Regions from separate parts of the Triticum aestivum genome. Here region 1 is linked to region 2. Evidence: chromatin contacts called from public Hi-C data. All regions are on one chromosome and are shown on one strand. Each heading gives the region's core, a stretch centred on a gene start, on an enhancer-like site or on the middle of the called end of the contact. The rest is flanking DNA. Distances are from core to core; before and after follow the strand shown. Region 1 has its middle 210 kb from the start of LOC123181175. Region 2 holds the start of LOC123181174 (trihelix transcription factor GTL1).

Evidence for each region. A called contact is a pair of places that touch in the nucleus more often than the background predicts.
Region 1: a Hi-C map of leaf shows a contact between it and region 2, with 7 times the contacts expected there. The contact joins the enhancer-like site here to the promoter of LOC123181174 in region 2. A contact is called at or near these places in 1 of 5 Hi-C or Micro-C datasets (leaf) and 1 of 1 datasets of contacts at active chromatin or transcription factors (leaf).

The regions. Positions count from the first base shown.
Region 1 is chr1D:234,756,808-234,762,547 of IWGSC CS RefSeq v2.1, forward strand. No RefSeq gene overlaps it. Among protein-coding and RNA genes, the nearest start is that of LOC123181175, 210 kb to the right of the region's middle. Within about 2 kb of position 3,969, at least 2 of the 8 cell types and tissues checked have an H3K27ac peak or open chromatin away from gene starts, as enhancers often do. A contact at or near this core is called in leaf, where this site is marked.
Region 2 is chr1D:234,085,185-234,091,631 of IWGSC CS RefSeq v2.1, forward strand. LOC123181174 (trihelix transcription factor GTL1) reads right to left here and starts at 4,466. Exons shown (of 3, transcript XM_044593422.1): 1 at 3,454-4,466; 2 at 1,094-2,771; 3 at 1-968. The coding sequence starts at 3,845. The coding sequence ends at 585.

The DNA of each region.
Region 1 (5,740 bases), core at 2,719-5,218, 670 kb after region 2:
AGAACGCGGGGATTTCATCCCTCACCTTGAGGGGCGATGGCCTAATGACTAACTTCCCCTTGGCGCATGCGGAGCACACGAAATCATCGGGATTCGGGAAGTTCTTCACGTTAACATTATGGCCATGTGAGTTGTTAATTATATTTCTCATCATCCTAAGTCCGGGGTGGCCTAACCTATCGTGCCAGAGGCAGAAGAGTTCAGAGCTTCTAAAAACGGTCTTGAGGGTAGTGTACACGGGCGGTGCTACGATCTTAGTGTAGTATAGCCCTGTGTCAAACGAAGGAAGCCTTTCGATAACATGTTTACCACCTGCATCCCGCTTTGTGATGAGTAGGCACTCCTTGCCGTTTTCATCATCGGTCTCAGCATGGAAACCATTAGCGCAGATGTCTCTAAAGCTCAAAAGAGTACGAGTCGACTCCGGGTACAACAACGCATCATTAATGATCAAAGTTGTTCCCATGGGGAGTATAATAGTGGCTCGTCCGGAGCCAACTATGTGAGAACCGCAGCCGGCGATTGTCATAATACTTCCCGGAGATTTTTTAATGGACTCAATGTACTTAGTTTCTCGTAAAATGGTATGAGTGGTGGCGCTATCGGCAAGGCACGTTTCCTCCATTCGGGCACCACACGCGTTCTAAAATATGACATATAATTAATGTAATGAGGAAGAAAATACATTAAAAATAAATGCACACATCTCAAAACATAACATGCTATCATGTATAAATAATGGAATAAATGAATAAATGTCATCCAATCGCCAAAGTAAAGAATAAGTTTATGCTCTCATAGAGCTTACAACCAAATAGAATTTATTCAATTTTATTGTATCAAATCACGGAATCATGATAACCAAAGAGGTATGCTAAGTGGACTCGGTGAAGAAGCCATTCACTTCCGCCGCAATCTCCATACTAGTGAGCTGATCCTCCTCCGAAATCATCTTGGAGGCAGCATCAATGTCTAGTGGCGGCGCCGCCGAGGCGACCATGTGGTCAACCTCCATGGCGACGTGGGCGTCGGTAGAGACCGCCAAAGCTGCCGCGATGGGCACCACGGGGGTCGCCTCTATGGGCGCAGCAGGGGGAGTAGCGATCATCACGGGTGCCGCCATGGGCGCCGGTGGAGCTCCCTCCTGAACCAAGGCGAGGTGCGTCTCACGCGCCTTCCGAGCCTTATATGCATCAACGACCTCCTGTGGTGCGCGGCACTGGCGGGAGAAATGCTCCACCGAGCCACAACGGAAGCAGTCCTGAGGCCTTTGCCCTCCCTTGCCCGGCTTGTTCTGCTTAGCCGGGGCGGGGGGGGTGAGGGCCCTTCTTCTTGCCTTTCCGGCCCCTCTTCTTCTGTTGAGGCTTGCGGACTTTGAGAGCGTTCACCTCCTGGCGAGAACTCCCCCCAAGTGGTTGCGCGACAAAGTTCTTTTTGAGAACCTCGTCCTGCGCCTCCGCCACCTGGAGGACGTCAATCAACTCTGAATACCTCGTGTAGTTCCCCTGGCGGTAGTTCCGTGAGGACTGGACCGCGTCGGGGTGGAAAGTGGATAGGGTTTTCTCAATCTTCTGGGAGTCGGTAATCTCAGTACCACACAACCGAAGAGTCGTACAAATCCGGTGCAGAGCCGAATTGTACTCCCCAACTGTCTTGAAGTCCGCAAACCTCAGACGGATCCACTCTGCCTCTGCACGTGGCTTCACAGTGTACTTCAGCCGGTCAAACCGCTGCTTAAGAGCGGTCCAAAGGCCAGAAGCACTGCGCTCAGCCATATACTCATCTTTCAGAGTAGGTGACAGGTGATGACGGAGAAAGTGCAGAGCCTGCGCATTCTCCGTTTCGAACTTGGGATCAGTGACGGCCAGCTGGGCCCCCTTACCGATCGCCCTCAGGAGGGTTTTGCCCTAGAGAAAGATCTCGCAGTCTGAGGACCATGACAGGTAGTTCAGCCCTGTCTGGGCCAACTCAGGAAACTCCTTGTGGACAATTCCGGCCATCTGCGATTTATGCAAAAATCATGAGATTACAGCAGGTAATCTTTTGCACAAAGCGATGTTGATAAACTTATTCAATAAAAAGACGTTCCAATATTTAAAACATGCTATTATATGACTTACTAAATGATTAAGAGTGCTAAACAATTAATCTACAGCAGTAAAATTATACAATAATATCATGTTAAGCGCATCTAGTATGCGAAAACTAGCCCAAAAATTGAATTCCCGGGGTATTTTTAAGCACAAATACGCATTTTCAGCGAAAACAGACAGTTCCAGGGACTTATACGCAAAATATTACAGCAGGAATATAGTCACATAAATTTACGGTACTGCGGGGGCTAAAACATAAATAACCGCGCGCGCGCTCTCTGGCCTGGCCCTAGTTCGTCTGCAGGCCGAAATATGGGCCGTCGGCCCGTGTAGCCAGCCCCACCGCCCTCCTCCCTTTTTTTATATGGAGAAAAGGGGAGGCCCATTGCGCACAGCCCGCTGGGCCAGCCCGTTTGCCAGCTCAGGGTCGCTAGGGTTTCCAACCCTAGCGCCCGAGCGCCCGAGCGGCGGTGGCCTCGAGAGGCCCGTGCGCACGCATGGTGCGGCACGGCGCGGCGGCGCGCACGGTGCGGTCGACGGGGCGGGGCGGCGCGGCGCGGCCAGCGGGGCGCGCGGCCAGCGGGGCGGGGCGGCGTGGCGCGGCCATGACACGGCCAGGGCGCGGCCAGCGGGCGCGCGGCCACGGCCAGCGGGGCCTGCGGCCACGGTGCGGCGGTGGCGGCGACAAGTGCCAAGCCAGCCAGCCCGCCGGGCGCGGCTACCTCACGCGCACGCGGAGGCGGCCAGTAGCCGGGACCAGCAGGGCCCGCGGCGGCACGAACGTGCATCGGGCACGGGTATGGCCATGCTGCTTGGGACGGCGACGCCGGCGTCGGGATCTCAAAAAAACATCATCGTGTGCATTGGGAACGTCGACGGCGCGTGGCACAGCGGGTGCGTTGCGGCGGTACCGTGATCATCTGGATCACGATATGTACCGACTCCCGTATAGTGTAGTCAACAAGTCTCTCGTGATCCAAAAACATCGACATTGGTCGGCGACGTGTTCGTCCGCTCGGTTTTTAGAAGAGAAATCCACACCATAGGTAGATTTATCCGAAAAATAATCTAATCGCAAAAACGGAATCGTAGTAACGAGAGGAATCCATTTTTGCAAAAGTGGGGATCGGATCTTATACCTCCGCGCGATCGACGAAAGCCTGCGTGATGCAGGCTTGACGCAGGCTTGATGGAGAATTGATGGAGCGAAGCGTGCTGATAACGTGTTCCGCAACTCCGCCGGCGAGTCCGGTCCGAGGTTGCGGAGCGAGGGCGAGCGTCGTAGACGAAGTAGTCGAACACGCGAAAGTAAAAGGACACAAGATATATGGAGGAGACCAGCTTTTATTAATCAATGATCAATCATTACAATGATGGCTCCTCGTTCCTTTATATAGGGGGTAAAGGGTCAAGGGATAAGTACCCACTTAACGTAAAGAGGGGAAACGGGAGGGGCTATCCCTAGCTACTCGTGCGCTAGCCGCCGCCATCATCGTGGTGGCCCCGGTTTCCCAACAACTTGCACCGTCAGAGATGGCGAGATTTTTTTTTAGCCGAAGAGATGGCGAGATTTCGTCTGCAGAATCCGCGATTGTTCGAGCCAAGCTAGGAGACGTGTTTCTCTGCTTGCTAGTACTACTCAATAATAATTGACCGGTTATGGCTGCCGCTGACATCCGCCCGGGCATCTATCCACTGCCAACAATGCTAAATTGCTCAAGCCGGCGAATTACTGGTGGCGGCTAAACCATCACAGCGGTCAGCGAAGTGACCAAGAACGGGTCTTTTTACCAGCACGCACGCCGGTCCTAATCGCGTTCGCGACGCGCAGCTGTCAGTTACTATCACTAGCATGTACTCCTACAGGCGAGGCCGACATGTCGTTGGTTTGTGACCGCTGTGAAACGTGGACTCCAGTCGAGTCGAGCGATCAAGAAGGGGTCGTGCATGCACGGCGCAGCTAATTTTTCTCGGGAGCGCTGACCGAGTGTCCGTCACTTTGACCTCGTGGTTGGCCGTGTCGTTTCCCGTTTTGTTGCATCCCTTTCCTCGCCCCTCCAACTGCTTTTTCAAACACAGTATATTCTATCGTGCGAACTCTATTCAACGGTTTCCCTCCCACTCGCCGGCGCGGCCGTCAGTCTGCCTCATTTTCTATGGTCTTTGGACAATGGAGGTGCAGTGGAACCCAGCCTTTGCCGGCGAGAGGGCTTCGTTTTTTTAGGTGATTTTCTAAGTTTTGTTAGGGTTTGTATCATACTCAAGAAGGCGAGGCGACAACGGCTTTTTGAAGATGGAATAAAGTTCTCCCCGCCTAGCCCCGTCCCGATGATGCTTCAAGCATCGTCGGAGGGCGTGTGGAGGTGTATCTCCGGCGGATCTCGTGGGATCCGATCGATTGTCTTCGGTGGATCCGCCTGGTTTCGGTCTACATCTGTGTGTCTGCAGGTTGGATCCTTCCGATCTACACCTCTCTTCATCGACGGTGGTTGCTGTTCTGGTGCGCTGGTCCTATGGAGTTTTAGCATGACGACTTTTCGATTGTCTACTACAACAATGTTTGCTCGGCTCTGACGAGGGAGGGGCGATGACGGTGGCCCTTCGGCTCGCTGCAGTGCTTATAGTCGCGCTAGGTGGTCTACGGACCTGAATGTAAATTTTACTTATAGTCTTTGTACTACCTTTACAGTTGATGAATACATCGAAAGTTTTCTCGCAAAAGAAAAAACACACAGTATAGTCGATGAGAACATATTCTGAGTACCGGTATCAAGTCTAGGACTTAAATTTTACTAGTATGACGCACGTGCAGTGCACGTGGTGTCCCGGTCAAACTGCAAATACGATATTTGTTTCTTCATTAAAAAAATCTATGTTTACACAATAGGTACTACAAAAGCCAGCCATAGAAGATCTTGAATGAGAAAATTTCTAGTCACCATCACGTGATGATGCAAGGTGTGCAGGTAGCCGTGTAGTGTCTCGATCGGTCCAGAAAAATCCCGCCCACCTCGTTTTGGCGGGCGACTGGATGGAGCGAATCCCAGTAACTACAGCCGTTGGATCACTCGAGTTTGCTATGATAAACGACAGGGATTCACTCCATAGAGGGAATCAACGGCTAAGAAGTGCCGCTGCTCAGGATGGATGGCTAATCCCAAGTTTAAAATTTCTTGTACTATAATAGTAGAGATTATTGGGCAGGGGCGGAACCAGCCCAAAATTTCAATTGAGGCCGAAGTGAGAGTGTGGGCACACTTGCTTTGTCAACTGGGGGGCCCAACTAGTAAAACTGAGCTTCAAAGCTACAAAACAGAAATTGAGTGGGGGCCTAGGCCCACACTAGGCCCAACATGGGTCTGCCGCTGTTATTGGGTTGTTCCACCACAAGAAACTTAATAATCTGAGATATGCTCGATTCATCATCTTTCCCTCTTGTTTATTTGTGTGATGTGTAGTGTTGGTTGGTTGTGTAGGTTTGGTTAGATAAAAACCGGTTGTTGAACTTGTATAACTTTTGGCACGACGTTTGAGTAAATGAGAGCCCCCTTCATTAAAAATGCCCCTCCCTTATAATGGCCAGCACTATTTGTTGTTCTAAACTCAAGAAGAATTTTGATCCATTGAAAGTCAAGGCTTCGGCAGGA
Region 2 (6,447 bases), core at 3,216-5,715:
GTCTTCTCTTCATTTTAACCGCGCGCGAGCTGGATCGATCTTATTACCTGGGTTTTTTTTACCACCCCGATGTAGTAGTAATTAACCTCTCAGTGAAGCCCTCCGGCAAGAAGGGTTCTTATTAACCACCACGACAAATCAATAAATAACCAGACCACCATTTTTTTACTGTAACACTGTAATTAACACAGCAACGAATCAAGAAACGGATGCAGCGGCCAGTAGCTTGTATCTTGAACGGGACATGGAGAGGGAAGGTGTATATCGGAGTAGCAACGTCGACGACGAACGACGACGACGATGCGCATGCATATGCATGCATGCAGGCGAATGATTCTGACATGGACATGTCGTCGTTGCTACGTGCATGTGCATATGAGGGGTGCTGGAGCTTGGTGGAGGAGGAGAGAGCTCTTGAGCTTTAGGTTTGGAGGTGCCGAGATATATGGGCGGGGATGGAAGATGCGACAGGTAGGTAGATACAAATGGTACAAGAAAGAGAGAAAGAGAAGGTAGAAAGCCACCGATGGAATTGATTGGGGGGTATGGGGAGAGAGAGCTAGTCACCGGGGTGATGGGTGGATCTACTGGACCATGCCCAGGAACGATCCGGCTGTCGTCGTTGCCGCCGCCGGCGCGCTGGGAGCGGCAGCGCCAGGCGGGTTGCCTCCGCCGGACGAGGTGGCGTTCGGCCTGACAACGTTGTGGTGGTGCTGTTGATGCTGATTCTGATGTTGTTGCTGCCCCTGGAACTGGATCTTGTACTGCGTTTTGTTGCCGTCGAGGTCGTCCTCCTCGTCCTCATCCTCGTAGTCGTCCTCGTCCTCGTCGTCCTCGTCCATGTTGTCGCTCTCGGCGCCGCCGCCGCCCGTACGGTTGTAGCTGTTGATCGTCGCCTGCTGCGCCGCCTGCGGCTGCGGCTGCGGCTGCCTCTGCTCCATCGTCGTCTCCTTCATAATGCTTTCTGGCTTTAAATGCGCAGTGTTATGCAATCAGCATTGGATCACGGAAGAAACGAACAGCAGGGTACCACATGTACGTGCCAAATGGCTATGACCACACCCAGAATGCACATATTTTCTAGCTTAATTACCTTTTTCGCCGCCGCGTCTCCGCCTGCTTCGCTGAAGACGAACCTGCTGCCGCCGTTGCTCGCCGCCAGCCTTTGCGCTCCCCCGGAGGCTCCTACCGACGCGCCGCCGCCATTACTGTTGCCGTTCCCGGTGTTGCTGGCGTCGTTCTTGGCCACAGGTGGCTGCTGCGGAGCCGTCTGCGAGATCGGCGCCGCGACGGTGAACGCCTCGATGCGCTCCTGGGGAGCTGCATTGGCGTGCACTGCGGGCGGCGGCAAAGCCAGTGCGCCGCCGGCGCCGGAGGGGGAGCCGAGCGCCGCCTTGTTGCGGTAGAGCGCCTCGAGCTGGTGGAAGTAGGGGCACGTCTTGGAGTCCTCGGGCCGCTTCTTGTTGCTCTCCTTCACCTTCTTGAAGTACTTGTTGATGTTCTCCCACTTCTCCTTGCACCGCTTGGAGCTCCGGTTGTAGCCCATCCGCCGCATGCCGGCGGAGATCTCTTCCCAGAGCGGTCCCTTGGGCCCGGCCTCTTGGTACCTCATGTCCAGGTTGCTCCGCAGTTGGATCAGCGCGTGCACCTCCGTCTTGGGCCACCGCGACGATGCCGGTCCGCTGCCGCCACCGGATCCGTCGTACCCCGACGAGTCTTGCGGCGCTTCGGAGGAGGGCGCCACGACGATGTCCATGCAGCTTGAATTTACGGCCGGCGCTTGCTGCTGTAGCTGTGGCGTCGCTAGAGCCGGCGACTTGTGCGGCTGCGGCTTCACGGGCGGCATTGTTGGCGGCTTCTGCTGCCGTGGCGAGGGTTGAGGTTGAGGCGGCGAGTGCGTGGCAGGTGGCTGTGAAGACGACGGTCGTGGATGAACTGGCGCGGCGGAGTATGCGATTGGCGTGGCGTGAGGCTGCGAAGGCGGCGGCGGCGGCATGAATGTAATGGCCTGCGCGGCGATGGACGGCATGGGGACGGTCTGCCCGGTGATCTTCTGTATGAAGGAGAGCACAGCGGCGTCGCGGGTAGCAGCCATGGCGCGCTCCTGCCCGAGGATCTCCTGCTCGCGCGCCAGGCGCGCCATCTCCTGCCTCCGCCACGCCTCCTCGCGGATCATGCGGTCCTGCTCCCGCTTCTCGATGGCCTCCAGGAACCGCTGCTGCATCGCCTCCTGACGCTCCATCACCTGCTTCATCAGCCCCTCGAAGAACCTCATCATCTTCCCGCTCCCGGCCTCGCCGCCAGAACCAGCCGCGGCGCCACCTTCCGACGTCCTCTTCCTCTTCCCTCGCTCGTCCGCGCCGCCGCCCATGTCGTCGGTGCCCTCGTCGTCGGAGTCGTCCTCGTCCGAGTACTCCTCCGTGTTGGACGTTGAGAAGCTCAGGTTGCCAACTACCACCGGCGTCGGCAGGCCAGCCGTAGCGGCGGCCGCGGCACCAACAGGCGGCGGCTCGGCAAGGGGCCGTACGGCCGTGGGTCCCACCGCCCCAGGCACCCCAACGGCTGTCGCCGGCGGCGGGGCCGACGCCATCGGAGCCGCCGTCGCACCGGACGTGCTGTTCATCGCCTCGAGCTGCCGGAAGAAGCGGTACGTCTTGCCGTCGTTGCGGCCGGCGCGGCTGTCCTTGGTGCGCTTGTAGTACTTGTGAACGTTCTCGAACTTCTCCTTGCACTTCTTGGCGTTCCGCCTGTACCCCTCCTCGGCCAGCTTCCTGCCAACCACCACCAACACCAATCATCATGAGCATCAACAGCACAAAAGAAAAGAACCTCGTCAATGGAGCTCTACGCTACAACCACAATTGCACACATACGAACTCACACATCATGCAAGTAAAACCGTAACCCTCACACAAAAGCTGCATGCATGTACTGGTAGAATTTTACTCGATTTGGGCACCCAAATGCAAAAGATAAAGAAAGGCATATGCATACATGCAGCACTACTAGCAAGAATGGCAAATCCCAAGAAGAATGCAAAATAGATTAAATCGGGAATCAAAATCCAACTTTTGTTTGCAGAAATTCAGAGGGCCAGAGTATAAGATATAGCCTCTCTGGGATTGATGCCCCCGGATCTGAAGCTTACGGGAGTAGTACTGGTACCTCTCATGTCGAAGAGATGGTTGGACAAAAAACTCAGGGAAAAGTGGGGAAGGAGAGCGATATGATTTTAAAATGGAAAAAAAGTCACTGTGCTCGTGAAGCATAGTTAAGGCAAAAGTGTAAAAAGAAGTGTTTTTTAGCCGGTAATTAAACAGCCACGGCTGACGGGAATCACACCACGCCGCCGCCGAGATTTCATGCGGCATTACGGCGACGACAATTTCCGGCCTCCAGGGACGGCGTGCGCAATTGTCTGGCGGAGGTCAATTCGAGTGGGTTGTAATTTACCTGGAGACCTCTTCCCAGAGTGGGCCCTTGAGGGTGGCGTCCCGGAAGGCGGCGTCCATGTCCGACCGGATCTTGAGCAGCGCCAGGGTCTCCTGCCGCGGCCACCGGTTTCCTCCAGCGCCGCCGCCCAAGCCTTCCTCGCCGGCCGCGAGCGCCTCTTCGTCGCAGCCCACAGCGCCGGCACCTGCTAGCTCGTTGTTGAGCTGCTGCTGCTGAGGCGGCGGCGGCCCAGGCGCCGGCGGGCGGCTGCTGATGGGCGAGGGCGCCTCGGCCATCGAGATCCGCTGCTGGCCGGTGCTCCTGGACGGCGAGAATGGCGGCATCTCTGGGGGATGCAGGCCGAACTGCTGTCCCGGGCCTCCACCCTGATGCTGCGGTTGCTGCTGCTGCATGCTAGTACACACTGGGTGCACGTCGCCGGCAAAGCGTTACCAGAGGGGCATAGGGAATGGAGGTGATGGAATGATCAGTACATGAGAGGGAAGTGAAAAAGATGGGAGGCCAGGACAGCCAGAAAGAGCAGAGAGAGAAGGAGAGGGGGGAAAAGGGAAAGAAACGGAGATGAGGTGGTAGGCAGGTCAGGGATGAAGAAGAAGAGGAGGAATAGAGGAGCTCTAGTACAGGAAGGAAGCCTGGCACAAGAAAAATACCCTCTGCAAGGGAGAGGGGAGGAGGAAGAAGAGAGAGGAAAAAAGAATTAAAGATACCTTCAGTAAGCCTGCAATAAATAAGAGTAGGGTGGATTGCAGGAGAGAGAGGGGACGAGAATATGATAGCTGTGAAGGAGAGAGAGAGGGAGGGGGGTTGAGAGAGAAGTGAAATGTTGAATACAGCGAGAGGAGAGAGGGTTGTTTGTTGTGTGCAGACGATGATGAGGGGGATGATGTGGGAGATAAAACAAAGGAGATGCTGCGCTGTCAGGGTGGCTTTACCTCCCTCTGCCTAATGCTCCTGCTAGTTAAAAACCCAAAGGACGGAGGAGAGGGAGAGGAGTGCCTGCCTGCCGGGCAATGGTAGAGAGAGAAACATGTGAGCAGCATGTAGAGGAGAGAGAAAGAGATGGGTTGGGGGGAGGCTTGTAATGAAAGGGAGGGGAGCACAAATACCCCTCTACAAAACTCCCCTACCTCAATCCCCATGGCGGAATATGTTGGATTCTGTGGCGATCTTACTCATTTCCCTTCCCCATACAATATATCTTAATAGGTCATATGTTATCCACCGGATTAACCGTTTTTTACCAGTAACTCAACCTTGTATCATTTCCTCCAAGTACTACTATAGCTTCTGGCATCCTTTTCCAACACTGCACTAGTATTGATCACCATCAAAACATCTCGATGAAGCTAATTTAGAGGGCAGGGAAACAATTAATCGCAGCAAGATTTATTTTTCTCTTTCAGCAGTAACCTTCAAAGCCAGGAAAAAAAAGAGACATAAGCTTGAGAGAACAAAATTAGTTAGGAGAAACGGCAGAAAGAGAGAGATAAAAAGGAAGGACGAGGAGAGAGAGGAGCAGCAGACAAGACCACATTATAACAGCTGTGCTGTGGGCCCGCGCGGAGAGCGAAAGAGGTGCAGAACGTGCCCGGCGATTAACGCGGACCCCCATCACCACTCGCCCAGGCAAAACCGACGAGGTTTACCGCACGCAGACGCCACTGAGCTGTGGGCCCGTGACTTTGCTTGACCCATGTGTCATGCGTTTCGGTTGGAGAAGCCACGCGTGCGTGGAGAAGGCGGAGGAGTATAAAAATGGCCATACATTGGCATGTTGTGGGTTAATCCCTCCCTTTCCAGGTAATAAATGGCCATGTGGCCCTTTTTAATGATTAGGCAAAAAAATCTGGGTGATTAATTAAGTTAACCACCTGCATTATTCTTTCCCTGCTTAAGTTAATGTATGGGCAGGATGGCATTTCTTTTCACATGGAAATGCATCTTACAAATATATGGGGGCAGGGAGTTGAAGTGGAGAATTGATATGGTCACAGACTGTTTGTACTACTGGAACAAAGAAAATCATGGCAAGCATATACATATGTATTTACATTTTACATGAGATTTCACAGTAAGGGTTGGAGTCGTGCACAAAAATACCATCCATGCATATATTTCACTCTATCTTTGAACTTAGCACAGTAAAACGAAAAAAATGATAGTACCTACTAACATTATTGAACCAAAAACCTGATAAGTATTTGCCACTGATTTTGGTATACTAGCAATAAAATATGTGCAATGCACTAAAATATTTGATCATATCTCAACGACAAACACAGTGTATGTTCTATTGTGGCAAATGGCACGTGTCATTTTATGCAACACAACTATTGACTCGGTTCAGGCAATATTTGCAGGTGCCAATTTTCTAGTTAAATTTTGTGCTGGTTGTGAGTGTCCAGTTTATCTGCGAACCGTTGAATAAATATTTCGAGTCAATTGGTTCTAATGAAGTTGTACATGCATCAATGCAAACATAGCGTGTCACTCTATCTATCCAACCGCCTCCATAAATGTATATATGGTGGAAACTTTAGCGGTATATATAAAGATATATGCAATGCATGATGTACTAATTACTAGTTTGTCGCTCTCGCGTTATACATATATACAAACACCGAGCAATATCCTTGGGCTATAAATCCAAGTTAGCATGACATGTAGAAGATGGATGCTAATGTAAAGTCAAAAGCGTGAGCGACCCGCATATATAGTTGGATTCATCGTCGATCGTCTCTTTGTTCGTGACGGCATGCATGCTTGCCACCTAACTCTATAAATACGTGGGATCTTGTGTGTGCGGTACTGACTATATACTGTACGTGTTGTGTCACTTCTTTCATCACCGCTTTGTGTGTAACACGCATGTAAGGTGGCATATGCATGCATTTCACCATATTTTTGTTCTACAAATAGCTGACACATGCTAATACTTTGTATCAAGAAACACATTTCGCCCCTTTTTCTCCGGCTTCATGCTTGATTATGCTC